Linked DNA regions of Arachis hypogaea: region 2 is linked to region 1. The links are chromatin contacts, called in public Hi-C maps. All regions are on one chromosome and are shown on one strand. The core of a region is the stretch at or near the end of the contact, and the rest is flanking DNA. Distances in the headings are between cores, read along the strand shown. Region 1 overlaps LOC112779876 (GATA transcription factor 8). Region 2 holds the start of LOC112775571.

Evidence for each region. Hi-C and Micro-C count contacts between places; a contact is called where the count stands out from the background.
Region 2: a Hi-C map of an unstated tissue shows a contact between it and region 1, with 7 times the contacts expected there. The contact joins the promoter of LOC112775571 here to the enhancer-like site in region 1. A contact is called at or near these places in 5 of 8 Hi-C or Micro-C datasets (leaf and an unstated tissue).

The regions. Positions count from the first base shown.
Region 1 is chr19:147,264,247-147,272,163 of arahy.Tifrunner.gnm2.J5K5, forward strand. LOC112779876 (GATA transcription factor 8) reads left to right here. Exons shown (of 3, transcript XM_025824230.3): 3 at 1-727. The coding sequence ends at 290. Among protein-coding and RNA genes, the nearest start is that of LOC112779876, 6.9 kb to the left of the region's middle. Within about 2 kb of position 3,230, at least 2 of the 3 cell types and tissues checked have open chromatin away from gene starts, as enhancers often do.
Region 2 is chr19:147,320,474-147,328,390 of arahy.Tifrunner.gnm2.J5K5, forward strand. LOC112775571 reads left to right here and starts at 4,359. Exons shown (of 4, transcript XM_025819274.3): 1 at 4,359-4,754. It overlaps LOC112775573 (a long non-coding RNA gene), which reads right to left and starts at 7,874. Exons shown (of 3, transcript XR_003189586.3): 1 at 7,713-7,874; 2 at 7,505-7,624; 3 at 6,334-7,404.

The DNA of each region.
Region 1 (7,917 bases), core at 1,980-4,479:
GCATGCATTGTGAGATCACCAAGACACCTCAGTGGAGGGCAGGGCCAATGGGGCCAAAAACACTCTGCAATGCATGCGGCGTTCGCTACAAGTCCGGCCGGCTTTTCCCCGAGTACCGGCCAGCCGCCAGTCCAACTTTCTGCCCATCCGTGCACTCCAATTCCCACAAGAAGGTCCTTGAAATGAGATGCAAGGGCATTGAAAAATCCGGTTTTGCAAATCATCATGCAGATGCCTCACCAGAACTCATTCCAAACACTAACAGCAGCCTTACCCTGGAGTACATTTGAGGGCGGGGGAAGTGATCCTAATTGGAGAGATTATTTCTCTTTACATTACCTTCCTCTTAGAGAGTCATGGTCTTATGCTATTTCTTATTGATATTTCATTTCTTTTAATTGGTTTTTGTACAGGGTTGGAATGGGGGAATAGGAACAATAGATTATGATGATCATATTTTAGCAGTTAGGGTAAGATTGTAATGAGGACTTAAGAAGAAAAGAGGGGTTATGGAAGTCAAAAGGGTAGGGCTTTAGGTCTAGTAATTGGTAGGTCCCTTAAGGTTATATTAGGAGTTGGTGTCTCCGTTGTCTTTTTTTCTTTTGGCATTCTTTTCATTTTTTCTTCTCTCTTTTTAAATATCCCTGTTGTGGGAATTCTTTTTGCAGTTCATTTGTAGCAAAAATTCTGAGTTGAGTAAGAAACTTTTAAATTTGTTATTTCCCCATTTGCTCTCTCTAAATCTCTCTATTGATCTGCTCATTTCACCTTACATATATCATATGCTCTATATAATATATATACACACACTCTTAAGTAAAAGTTGAAGTGTATCAGACTTTTATTTTACTCATGGCAGTATTAGATTCTTGGAAAATTGCCTTTATTTCAGTGCTGTAAAATGCATAAACGTACTATAAACATTTGCTGTTGGAACCACCTTTGTCTTTTTGGTTAGTTATGTGAGGACCATAAAGAATAGCTTCTTTTTCAACTAAGTTGTTAAGAGTTATGAGGTTGAAGAATTCTGCTAATTCAATATGTATGACTAATCAAAAATGTTATTTGCACACTAAAATTAATTATCAAAATCAGTCATTATATATTTGTATATAAAAATATATATACACTTTTATTTGTGTATTTTATTCTAGTGACTGATTTTGATATGTATTTAACATGGTTGATTATTAATATTTGTAGTGATTTTACGAATGCAAGATTTAATGTCAAAATCAGAATGGAGTAGAAAAGAAATATTTGACCCTGCTTAAGCTAAGGAATGGGGGTGTTAAGAAAAAGGTTAAAAGGGTATTAGTGTAACCTTGAACATTTATGTTAATTACTTACAATGGTGGAGTTGTACCAAACCAATAGGAAAAGGTAGAGATGGAGAGAAGGGAAATGATGAGTCTTATTGGTAAGACTCATTCATTCATGCCTTGAAAGGCAAGAACAATGCTTATATATAAACAAATCTAATTATGGGTTTGAGGCTCTTTCTAAAGGGATTTGGCAACATGTCATGATCTGTCACACTACTTTACAACCAACATTAAATTAAATGATACCTTGCTGGTAAACCCAATTGATTGCTCAAATTAATCCCTCACTTAAACTTCTCCAACCGATATGATATTTCTTTCAAATATCTACAACCCCCCTTCTTTAAGTTATGCCTCTAATTATTAATTTATTATTATTATTTTAAACCACATGTATCCTATTCAAGATAATTTTGCTTAAGTTGAGTAGGAATTATTTGAACGACAAAACTTTTCTTTACAAAAATTAATTTAATTACATATTTATAAAAATATGAAATCAAAATTTTACGTAAAATAAAAAATATAAATTAAATATGTAAAATATAAAATTGTAATAAGACTTAAATCATAAAATCAAATGACTTAATAAAATTTTATAAAATCGATTAATTTATTTAAAATTATAATATCAAAAAATTTTAAGAGTTAAATAAAAATTTTTGTTATTAGGATTGAATTGACCTATGGGATCATTGGTGCTTCTAACCCAGGGGTGAAATCATCAAAGGGACAAAAGTCCTCCATCAACAAATTTTGGTTTCCGGCCACATTGAACCCATGACTGCTCTGGGCTACTGAACAGAGGCCATTTTATTATGTGAAAGAAATTGGGTCAATTTCATCAACAACCTCTTAGGTCTAACCAATCTATTACAATGTGAATCTGTTTGAAGTTCTCTATCAAACTTGGGTTGGTCTGGGAAGAGTGAGGGCAACTTCTTCCAACCCTTTTGAGCAGAAAATGACCACAAAACAGTCCATTTATTAAATGCTTTATGCATATGCTTCACATTTCTAGCCGAAACTATAGAATTTACCAAGTTTTTGCCTTAATTTATTTCACATGACTAATAATGAATTTAGCATCAAGGGTGATTAATCATAGGGTTTATCACAAGATATCATAATAATACCAGAAATGTTAGAGAACCAATAAAATTTATTATTTTTGACAGCAGTTAACCAGTAATATTTAAAAGTGTGAGCTAAAATATATTATTTGATTGCTAAACTAAAAAAATTAGGTTGAGGACTAAAAGTGCTAGCCAAAAATAATAAACTCTATTTGTCCTTGCTTTTTTCTAATAATATTTGATCTATATAATAGACCCTACTTAACAGCTCCTGCTAATTGTTAGGTTTGGTAAGCAATGATGCTAAATTAACTTTTGTGCTTGCAATTTACTGGTTAAAAAGGATTCACCAAAACAAAGAAAACCTAGCCACAACCACAAATAGTCAATCACTCTCAGTGTCCTATTGATTTTTTTTTTCTATTGATTTTTTTGACAATGGCAATGAGTTTAAGCCTTGTTCTTAGCAAGTAAAAAGATCATAGGAAAATAGAGATAGATCAAGTTTTTAATTTGCTTCCCGCAATCTGTAAAAAAAACTTTCACTTATTAATTGTGATTGTGTTGAGCTGTTCTCCTTTTTCTTCTCCGGATTAATTGTGTTTATCTTAACATATTTGTGTAACTATGTTGAGGGCAAAAAAATAATGAAGAAGCAAATCTGGGCTTTTTTGGTGGTCTTTTAGGCTTTTTGTCTTTTGGCTATTGTAATAATAGAATTTGCCCTTTTGAGTGTATAATTCTTTTGGGCTATTATACATATGTTATTTCTTAAGAAATATGCTCCAGATTCCAGAGATAGCCCACAAAGTTTTTTAACCAATTGATGGAACTGCAATCCCACTTTAAACGAAAATATTCAGGACCAAAAAATGATTGCCACCTGCCACCAGATACTTGGATGAGAATTGAAAAGGAGACCACAAAATCAAATAAAAATATAAAAATACAGGCCGTACTAATAATGATAATAGAAGTTTTACTTAAAAAAAAAAACTTACTAAGGTTATCAATATAGAAGTTTTGTACAATTTTCTTTTCTTTTAAAAAGCAGTATTTTATTCTCATCTATATTTAGATTGTACAATATGTCTATATATAAAGGGGTTTGGTGCACAGAACTACTCCAGCATATCATCGTCTCATCTTTTACAATAATTAGCAAGATCTTTGTTGATTAATTGCAAATATTTTCTTTTTCAAATAATTTTTGTTTCTGTGAGAAACTTTTTGATAAAGAACTTAGAAGTCTTTTTGTAAGCGCTTGCTGAATTTTCTAGGTTATGGACAGAAAATAATATTTTTATCATTGTTTTTTTGGTAATAATATTGGAGGAATATAAATATTTTAAAATTACGTCTATTTTATCCTGATATTATATATTATGGCACAAAAAATTTATAGAATCAAACTATTTTTACAAAAAGTCGTAGGAAACAAAAATTTTCGCCGGTTAAGAGAAGATCAAGATCTTCATAGATTAAAAAAATTCAAATAATAAGTTTTTTAGTTCATGTGAAAGAATTTAATTTTTTACAAATAATTAAATTTTAACATTCATTATCTAAAACTTGAAAAATTTTAATGTGTATACTTTTACATCTGATTAGATATTAAGTCGTTGCACAAATACAAATAATTAATTTTCATGTTTGTTATTTGAAAATAATATTTTTCTCTCTATATGTATATAAATATAATTAGATATTAATATAAAAAAATTATATTGATAGTTATAATATTAACTTAAAATTAAATTTTTTTAAAATAATTGAATTTTTATTCTAATTATTAATCACAACATTATTATTTTTTTAAATTATATGTAATATATTTGAAAGAAAAAAAAACAGAAATAAAAAAATAAAAGGTAAAAATTTGAAACTAAATAAAAAATTTAAAATATATATAATAATATATTTTTTATAGAATAGAAAAATAAAGAAAGCCAGAGAATGAGAGAAGAAAGTGAGAGAAGGATAATAAAGAAAAAGAAAGAGAAATAGAATTTATTAATTTTGGAGAAAAAAATTTATTTTAATTATAATAAAAGAATATTTTGTGACTTTTTTTATTTGTCAAATTAATAATATAAAATATAAATTATAAATTTTATATAGAATAGGAATGACATAGATAAGAAGAATAGAGAAGGGAAAAAAGATAGATAAGATAATGGAGGAAGAGATTTTATTAATTTTAGAGAAAAATATTTTATGTCAATTTTAATGAGAGTGTTATGTGACATATTTTGGTCATTAAAATAATAATATAATATAATTATATTTTAATGTTAATATTTTCTTTTTAATTTAGTTATAATTATAACTATAATTAGAGAATGTCATAGTATATATTTTGATTGTCAAATTTATAATTAGTATTAATAATAATATATAAGCGAAATAAAGTAGACGAACGAAGAATGAAAAAGATAGAGAAAAGGAGAAAAAAAAGAGAGAATTCTTTAATTTTAGAGAAAAAATTAATTTTAATGATAATAAAAAAGTAATATATTATACATTTTAAATATAAAGTTAATAATATATAAAATAAATTAAAAAAAAATAATAATGGGAGTACAAACTGAAACTTTCTAAAAAAATTCAGAATAAATTAAAATAGAATTACGTAAGAAAAAATATTTAATTTGAAAGATACATACATTTGCAGTTTTTAATTTTATTATGGAGGTTAGAATGGGGTAGGACTCCATTATGGAGATCAGATGTGCTTTATCTGCATGTGGTGTCAACAGGTAAAAAATCGGACGGTGCGAATGGGGTGAGGTTTATCGGACAGTCCGACTTGTTCACTACAACACGGATCATACGAATTGTTGAGGGAAAATAAAAAAAAAAATTTATTCATGCAGAACTCGGAGGGTCCAATAAACTTCATGTAAATTTCAATATTCCCTCTATGCAAAACGGACCTCCGATTTGCTTATAAAAAATTTTCAACATAAAATCGGAGAATCCGATTTCTTAACACCAAATCTGAACAAAAGCTGTCCCACAAATTGGTCTACCACCTCTAACATTCATAACTACGCACAACACATTCACAGCTTCTATAACCAAAAAAATCAGCCCATACACTTGTCATAAAAACTTAAAAATAAATATCTGATGATCTGAATCTGAAGGGCATACAATAAGATTAGATGTATCCTAGCTATATCGATGAGACTTGTAGTCAGAACTTAGAAGACATTGAAAAGACTAAGAAATTATGCATTTCACTTTCAGGACCCTACAGACATTGGTTTATGCCAATGAAAGACTTTTAAATTATATCATTTAATTTACTGACTCCTACCCTACCGACTTCTTTTCCTTTTCGTCGTTATATGAAGTTGGTGTCTACCTGTAATTGATTTTCCTAGTATATATGATAGAAAAATTCGGTCTCTACTCCTAAAATTGTATGGAATTGAATGGGACAATATTTTGAATACTTGTTATAAAATATTTTATTTGTGTTCAAAATTCTTAGTAATTCGACATTTGAAGTTAGAACACATCCAATAACAAATATGGACCAAAATGCAATGTGTAATGTTTTGACGTACAAGTCATGGCAAATAATCACATGCATGGGTTGTTAAAATTCTGAGACATACATGCTCTACTAGTAATTAACATAGCATGCAACTTGTACCAATTATCCATCATATATAATCTGTTACCCTTAGACATATTGCCCTATATATATATATATATATATATATATATATATATATATATATATATATAAATATATATATATATATATATATATATATAAAAGAAGTGTAGGGTCAGTAAATTTTGTGATTTGTAGTCATTAATTAATTATTATTGATATTTTTAATAGTATGAAATTTTATCCAATAGTAAAATTACTCACTTTTTTTTTTATGATTAAGTGTTGGTCAAATTTTGATAAAAATGCTGGTCCCTAAATTTTCTCTTTCTGTCTCTCTCTATATATATATAGCCTTATATATATGTTTCAAATCAAGTATTTTTTTTTTAAATTTAATTTTAATGCACTATTAACATAAAATAATTTTATTTATATATCTAATTACGTAATATTATATCAATAAAAATAATTATTTTTTATATTAATCCTATGAATAATAATTAATTAGATAATTTAGATTGTTAGTATTTTAAAATTAAACTCTTATTTAAAAAAAAAAATACATTATTACCGTATTTTTTATTACTTATTGTCTAAAATAAAAATATTATTTGGTAATCTTTAAAGTGCTATACAATATTATTAAATTATTAGTATATTTTAAGATTCGGTTAACGATTCGGTTCACTCTATTATTTAATTTCTTATATGGTATAAGAATCTGATATATAAAATATTTCTCTAATATATATAATAATCATTGAGCGTGTGAGGGTGTATCAATTTCAATGCAAGATTGTTGTGTTTAAAAAACAGACCCCCCTCATAATTAAGTTAACTCACCGTATAGTTTGGCTTTTCCATGCAATTGTTATTGGTGTCTTATTAGTTTTAATTTGCTTTCAATATATCAATGTCTTCTTACCCTACCTCAGAACCAGTACCCCTATTATACAAACAACACACTTAATTACAATAATCAATGCCTGCAATTCACAGAAAACGACCTAAATCGTTTTCATGCATGGGATCCATTTCATCCTTTTTTTATTATTTTTATTTTTTTACCCATTTTCATTTTACACTTGCGTCACTAACTTCTAAAAGTGATGGAATACTTAGCTGTTAAAAATTGTTTTTTATTGTTGAGATCCAAATAATAATAATAATACATGGTCTAACAAATAATATAAGGGTTTTTCTAATAAATATACAGTTATTAAGGACACTACAAGTTGAAACTTTTTAATAGAAAATATAATTTAACTAAATAAATGCATTGACAAATTAAAATGATTTATTTTCATTCTCTTGACCAATATCTTTAATTAGTTAAATTCATACTATGTAAAGTAAAAAATAAAATACATTTTGAGTGTTATTATGGTCACTTAGATAATTTTTTATTAGTAGCAGATGTAGGCTTAATTGCGATTAGTTAGTCATTTTAGCATACACTAATAAAAATTAAGAAAAATGCTATTTGTACACCAAAATCAGTCACTAAAATCAGTCACCAATATATTTGTGTATAAATACATGTGTGGTTTAATTTATTTTTAATGTGTATTTATATTTCAACATGTATTTTATACTGGTGGCTGATTTTGGTGTACACATACATAACATAACCCAAAAATTAATTAGCTTGTTAATTATTTAACGTGTGGCTATAATTAATTGTAGAAGAAGTATATAAGGTGTAACCACCTAATTAATAGTTCAATTTTCACTATTTGTAATTTTTTTAGAAATAAAAAGAATTTACTTTCTTTTTCAACCTTATTCTTCATCTTTCTTCTTCAGTTGATCAAAACTCTTAACATCACAACTTGAAACGGTTCAGAGCATGAGATTTTTTTTATAGTGCAATAAGCATGGAGAG
Region 2 (7,917 bases), core at 3,109-5,608, 57 kb after region 1:
AGGCAGTTTATAGAGTGATTCGATACTTGAAACAATCACCACCAGCATCAGATCTTTTTTTTGTCTCTAATTCTTTTATTCTCTCTGGATATACTCATTCTGATTGGGGGGCTTGTAAGGATACTAGAAAATCTATTACTGGTTGTTGCTTCTTTCTTGACCAAACTCTTATATCTTGAAAAAGCAAGAGGCAAACAACAGTCTCTAGATCCTCTTCTGAAATTGAATATTGATCTTTAGCAAATGGAACTTGTGAACTTATATGGTTGCTAAAACTTTTAAAAGAATTCAAGATTTCTCCTCCCCTGCTTGTTGATATATTCTGTGACAATAATCTGCTATATATATTGCCTCAAATCCGGTTTTTCATGAATAGACAAAGCATGTTGAAATTGACTGCCATGTAGTTCTTAAAAAATATAAAGAAAGAGTTTCAAATCTTCAACATATTGCCTCTAGTGAGCAGCTGGCTGATCTGTTTACAAAGCCTCTTGCACCGGGATTCTTCTCCTACTTGCTATTCAAGCTGGGATTACTTGATCTACACAAGCCAAGTAATACCAGCTTGTGAGGGGATGCTAGTTAATATAGATACAGGAAATAATAGTTTCAAATGTAAAAGATTTGTTAATATATTTTTGTTTGTTTGTTAGATTGTTCAGCTGACTAGTTTGTTAGGACTAGCTAATATATAATTTGTTATTCCTTTTTTTCTTTTCACACTTTTTTTACAACTATATAAACTATATAGCATAGCGTAAAATTCTTATGATGTATTATTCAATTGCAATTAGAAAATTCATCATCACAATACTCTTCTCTCTCTCTCTTTCAGTTTTTTCTTGATCATTCTTTTCTTCTTTTTCTTCCTCATTCTACTGCAACCATTTCACTAGCTGATAACAACTCTTTTTCCATTTATTGTTAATTTACTGCCCAAAATTGATACCATTTTACATATTATATGAGATTTTCTATACCTCATAATCATGTAACACCATTACTAAAGGAGTTTGAATCTATAATTATCTTATTTAATTTGGTGCCATAAAAGAAACTAATTTAACAAATATAATGGAAGAAGTCAACTTTATGGTTGACCTATCTAACGGTAAACTCATAATCTCAAGCAGGGTTAGTTTAATTAAGAATGCTAGGGGTCAACAACTTTTGTATTTTGTAACCATCAATTAGTCATCAATAGTGTTTTTAATGATGTGATATTACATCCAATGGTGGGAGATCACTCACTTTTCTTTTGATGATTAAGTACTGGCTACAAAACACAAAAATTACTAGCCCCTAGACTTTCTCTAGTTTAATTAAACATTGATTAATGCTAAAAATATATGCAAATTAAAGTTATCCTACTCACGTATATGTTTATAAAACTAGCTTAAATAACCTCTTATTAATTAATTAAAGATGCACTCATGCATATATATTTTAAAGCTGGCTTAGCTTGACGTGTGCTTTTAGGTGGTATTAGCAACCGTTTGACTTTTTAATTTAACGACCCTGGACTTACAGTTAATGAAAGCTTTAATTCACTTTACGGATTATTAATTAAGGTAACTACTAATTAACATTATCATCTTCTTTCTTTTTAATTTATCTCAACAATGTCGTGAAGATTAATATTCGTAGCTACCAATAACATTGACCAATTAATATTTTCTTTTCTCTTTATTTAAAAGAAAATGTGAATAAAAAAGAAGCATAAAGATGAATAATAATGGCATGCATGCAAGTAAGTGCTACTCATGCGCCTAAGAAATGGCCGAAAGGGAATAGTTCTATGTAATGTAATAATCCACATTCCATTCCCCAAGTATGCCGCAGTTACAGGAAAAAAGAGTAAATGATACCTTGGGATCTCAGTCATATATATAATTAATATTGTTTCTATATATGCTCACATGAGAGTTGAGACCCTTAGATTATGACTTACTCAACCGTGGTTACGTTCTATATTTATATTTATATTTATAAATATAAATAAATGGTATGTATAACGTTGTTATTATAATATATAAGATGTATTTTTAATGAAATAAGGCAAACAAAGATATGCAAAGGTCAAGAAACACAGCTCAATTCAACTACTTCATGCCCCCAACATCGGCACAAGTTGTGTTTTTATGTTGGACAAAGATTATGTGCATACACATAAACATACACTTGTTTATTATAATAATACTACTTGTATGAATTAAGCTACTAGCTAGATAGGCTTAGTGGTTGCATGTGAATGTTTAATGCTGGTTTTATTAATTATTATAAGGGCTGGAATTGGTTGGCTGAACCAGCCATGTCAATTAAATATAATATTTTTGGGATCAAGCACAGATCCCAATTAGGTCTTTTTTGTGTTAAGATAAAGGACATCTTTCACAAGTCAACTGATGAATGATATAACTATCAGGTTTCAGTTTCACACATGGGGATTGTCAAAAATATCAATTCCATATTTAATTAGTATTAACATGGGACATGTTGAAATAATGAACTGCCTCTTCAGTGTTCAAATTGATTGTTGAGTCAAAGTCGGTACCCTCAGAATTAAAGTCAAAGGAACTATTTTTTCTCAGACATGGATGTGATATGGTGAATTTGGTGTAGGTTGTCATTTCAACCAGAATAACTTCAATGCCAGTTTCCAAGTAAGATCAATTTCAACATATTGAATTGAATTATAGTAAATTGGTATCGGGAAAGAGAATACTTTAAAATTATCTTATATTCAATTATATTATTATTATAACTAGCTAATAAAAATTTTGCTAATACTGTTTGATTTGAAGGACGAGAGACTTGTTCTATTAAAATCTCTAGTTCTTCTGTTTTACTTTTTTTTTTTTTAGGATAGACTAATGTGTGATTCTAATTATGTTTATTGGAGTTAGCCATTGGGCCGGGCTAAGCCCAAAAGGGAGAGTGATATCTCTTTTGAGTTTGGTGAAGCATTTTCAAGTCTACTAATGGTAGCGGATTACGGATATGTAGTCCTAGATCATGAACATAGTTAATATAATGGGCCTCCATTATCCATGTATCAGATCCAATTCTCAAAACCCAGAAAGCTCTTTTGTCTCATTTCCGTCACTACAAGAAACTCAAAAATTCATAGTAAAAGAAAAAAAAAAAAAAAAACCCAAAAATTTCCTATTACCGTGAATCCGTGATCAATTACCCTATTACCCAAAAGTGTTAGTCGATGATATCATGATTAATGATCTGTCAAGGACTTGTTTAAATGATTTTTGAAGGAAATATTTTTTAAGTAATTTTTTTAAAATAATATTTTGAAAAAGTAAATTTAATTTAATGTTTAGATATTTTATATAAAAATAATTTTTTATCTATTAAATATATTTAGATTCGATAATATAAAAATATTTTTTGTTTATTTATTATGTTAAAATATATTTTTTAAATAAAAATATATTTTTTAAAAAAATTTGAACTGTAAATTCTAAAAAAATAATTTTTAATTCTTTTAATATTTTTACTTTTATCATTAAAGAATTGTTAAACATACTAAGAATTTGTTTAAACATAATTAAGTTGTTCATTTTTCTATAGTAATTAGATCCTAGCTCAACCTATTTGATAATTATAAAAAATAAAAAATTAATTAGTAATTATGACCGAGTTAATTATTAGTTATGATAATTATGTCTTCAATTAACAAACAGTAATAATAAAGAGAATGAGATATTATCGGTGATGACAGGTTAAGGACTAAAGTAATAATAGTAAATGGTTGGAAATTGAGATTGAAAATTAAGAGTGGAATAAGTTAGATTAATAAAATAGCTTAAGAATTTAAAACAATTTTTTAAGAGTTTAAATAATTTTATTATATAAATTTTGTTTTTTATAAATATAAAATTATTTTTATTTATTCACTAATAGATTTAACAGCTTGCTAAGGAGTTATAATTCAAATAATATAGCTTTTTCATACTCATCTAAAAAGTTGCAGGTTCGAAACTCCTTATTTTTGATAATATATATATATATATATATATATATATATATATATATATTAATAGCTTTATGTAGAAATAGTAGTTTAGAAAGGGTAGTTTACTGAGATAAACTTTAAAGTAGTCATTGAAATTGCACTCGAGCCTTAAAGTAATCCCCGAAGTTAATAATTCCTTAAATTCGTCCCTGAAATTGCACTCCGTAACTCATAGTAGTCCTTGAAAAATTTTCCGTTCGTCGGAATCTTAAAAAGACGTCGTTTTGAGAAGTAAAAAAAAAATTGAAAACGATGTAATTTTGTGTTTATTTAAAAAAAAAAAAAAGAAAAGAAAGTAAAACAAAAACACGCTAAACCCCACGTCACCACCCCTTCCCCGAGCCTTCTCTTTCCCTTTCCCAACCCTTCCCCTTCCCCTTCCCCAATCTGCCCTTTCCCTTCCCCTTCTCTCCCTCACAAGCAAGCTTTCCCCAACCCTCTCTGTCGCCGGCCTCCATTTCGGTGCCGCGCCAATCGTCCCTCCCTAACTGTTTTTCACGTTCCCAATCTGCTTCTTCGCACCACCACGAGATCGAGGTGCTCTCCGACCTCGCCGTCCAGATTTCACACTTTCTCACTATTTTCAAGTGCTCTGTCAACCGCCCCCAACCCTCCGTCGCCGACGTCTGCGCTCTCGAGCCCGCCGCACTCGTCGGCCCTCCCTATTTGTCACCGTTTGCTCTCTGTCTCCCTCTGCATCCTTCTTCTCTGCTCTGCGGCAAAGGTGAGTTTTTTTAAATTTTTTTAGTTATTGAATCATTATTGTTTAATATTTTGGATGATTATTGCTGCTCATGATTGTGTTTTAATGTAGTTGCCATGGTTGATTTTTTGTTATTTTTGATTCTGTAATTGTTGATGTTTTTTTGTGATTGTTGTTTTTGATCGGTTGATTGATGCTGGTTATTTAGGTTAATTGATCCTTTCTAATTGTTGTTGGTTCTTTTTTGTGATTTTTTGTAATTGTTAGTTTTTTCAATTCTGTGATTTTTGTTGGTTTCTGAAGATGTTGTTGTTGTTGCTTGTATGAAATTGAAGAAGAAGAAGAACATCAGTGAAGAAGAGAATTGGTGAAGATAAGGATTAGTTTTTTTAATAAATATAAAACGACGTCGTATTGGGTATTATTTTTTTTAATAAATACAAAACGACGTTGTTTCAGTCCAGCTCAGTTTTTCGTTAGCAAGGATGGACGAAAATTATTTCAAGGACTATTATGAGTCCCGAAGTGCAATTTCAGGGACGAATTTGAGGAATTATTAACTTCGGGGATTACTTTGAGGCTCGAGTGCAACTTCAGGGACTACTTTGAGACTTATCTCTACTTTACTCCAATAAAAAAACCTAGTACCCACAAGAACTGCGTAACACGCACAACTCTCACTCTCAATCTGCCGTTGATGTCTTTGCGTCTCCGTGCGTCGTCCTCTGCCACGTCTCCTTTTTCTTTGCCGCCGAACAGCTGACTGCACTCCTCTTCTTGGTGCTTTCATTGCTGAGACTTTTGCCGGCAGTTTTTGGACCACCGTTCTTGGTTCTATCATGTGTGAACTGGTATATCATCATCTCCCTTTTAATGTTTGTTTTCTTTCTAATCGATTTAGTGAGTATTCTCTGATATTCAATTTGGTCTTGAACTTGGACAAATAGGGCTGGCAATGGGTATCATAGGGTAGGATTTAAACTCTACCTTAACCCTATTCATAGGTTAAAAACTTTTTTTAAATTTTACCCTATCTTATTCGCAGGTTGAGAACTCTTTTTTTTTTTTTTTTTTTTTTGTAATAATATGGGGTACTAGCCCAAAAGCAAAAAGACTACACAAAAATAGTATGAGAGATAGAGACTCCCGTTAAAGTCATCAATAAGCAAGCTCTGAAGATCTGAAGGAGGCAAGTCTATAAAACTATAACCTGGTAATGTGGGCACACCGATTTGCCTCCCTATAAACATGTCTAAATATAATCTCCCAAAGTCGCTTCATCCACTCTGCTATCTTTCGGATTATATGGCTGTGGCCGTGGCTATCACTAGGGTTTCTCTTAATGTACATAATTGCATTTAGAGAATCCAACTCTACTATAACCCTTCTCATCCCTAGACTCCATGCTGTCTGTAAATTCTATCCGCACCCTAAAATTCTAAATTCTACTCTATCCGACCCTACCCGCATAAATAATTTTTTTTAAATAAATGTAAAATTCAACCATTCCAAATTTCATACATATTAATAAAATAGAAAATAAAAAACTAAGTTCAAATTAAAATTAAAAATAATAAAATCTTAAAGAAATCCAACATAAAATTACAAATAATATGATCATCAACTAGTTTAGTGATTATTTCAAGTTTTTATAAAAAGAAGATTGTGAGTACAAGACTTACTTTCTTCACTACATGTATAACTTTTACATATATATTATATAATATATTAAGGGTGCATATAGGGTAGGGTAGGATATACCCTAAACCCGTACCCTACCCTAACCGCAGGCAAATTTGCACCCTATCTTACTCTATCCGCAGCGGATAGGGTAGACAACCCTAATCGAACGGGTTGGTTTGGATTGAGTACCCGCGGGTAGGGTATATATTGCCAGCCCTATGAAAGAGTCTTAATCTGGTCTTAAAGTTTTAATTTCTAAACTTTGTGAACATGACTCATGTCCTAAAACGCGAATAGTTGGATGCACTAGGTAAAACCACATTTTGGTCAAAAAACAAAAATGTTTATGAGTTGGAAGTTGCCAGAAAAATTGTTCTAGGACTAATGCCATTCATGTTTATAAAGTTTAGAGACTAAATAGTATGCTTCTAAAAATTGGATCAGACCAGTCGGTCAAACTAATTCAACCGAAAACTGGTAATAAAAATTATTCGGTTCGCTGATAATAAAAATTGTTCTAGGAACCGGCCGGTTCTTGATAAACGGCGCCGTTTTCATTTTTTAGGAAAAAAAAACCCAACGTTCAGCCTCACTCACTCACCCCCCCCCAACCCACCCACACAACACCCCTGTGTTCGTGATCACTATCCCTCTGAACCCTGAAGCAAAGTTCAAAATCACCAAACCTAAACCCTATCCCTGCAACGGTTCTGCCGCCGCCGTCTGTGCTGTCGGCGCCTCCGCGGCTTCCTCCTTCCCGCTGTCCCGAGCCCAGGCCCTGTCTTGTAGCTCGGCGTCCTCCTTCCCCCTGTTCCCGTCCTGCCTGGCTTCTCTGTTCGAGGCTTGGAGCAGCTCGCCGCCGTGTCTCCGGTCGCCGTCGTCTCGCCGGTCGCCGTCCGTGTATCCGTCGAAGGTTAGTGGCACTTCACTTCTTCTAGTTCTAGCCATTCAAATCCATTTTATATATGGGGTCTTTGATTCTAAACATCTGCCATTGGAACACCACATAAAACAAAATCCAAACACCTGATTAAAACAATAAACGATTTAAAAAACTGAAATTTAGAAACTTAGAAAAAAATACTCACAGTTTGCTGCATGAAGTAACCCTTAGTAGCTGGGTCAGGGGTAGCAGTAAGACCAGGGTTGTTAGTTGGTAACTCCTTCGGTTCCAAAGCCATTGAGAACAGACGAAACCCACTGAATTTCTGCAACAAAAGAAAAGGGAAAAATGAGGTTAGCGCTTAGAGCTTAGGGCATTGAAGGATTGGATGAAAAAGATGAAACTTTTGGAACCTTTGGTTTGTGGGTATGTGAGAGTTGGAAAGGGATTGAATTGGGAGAGAGGAAAAATTGGGGTTTGGCGATGAATCGGTACATAAAATTGTACCAAATTTGTCAGTAACAACTCTTTTGGGGAGTTCTACTATTTGAAGTTGAAATTTAAGTTTTTGTGGCAATCCTCTTCTCATGCTGTTAAATTATATAATTACTCATCATA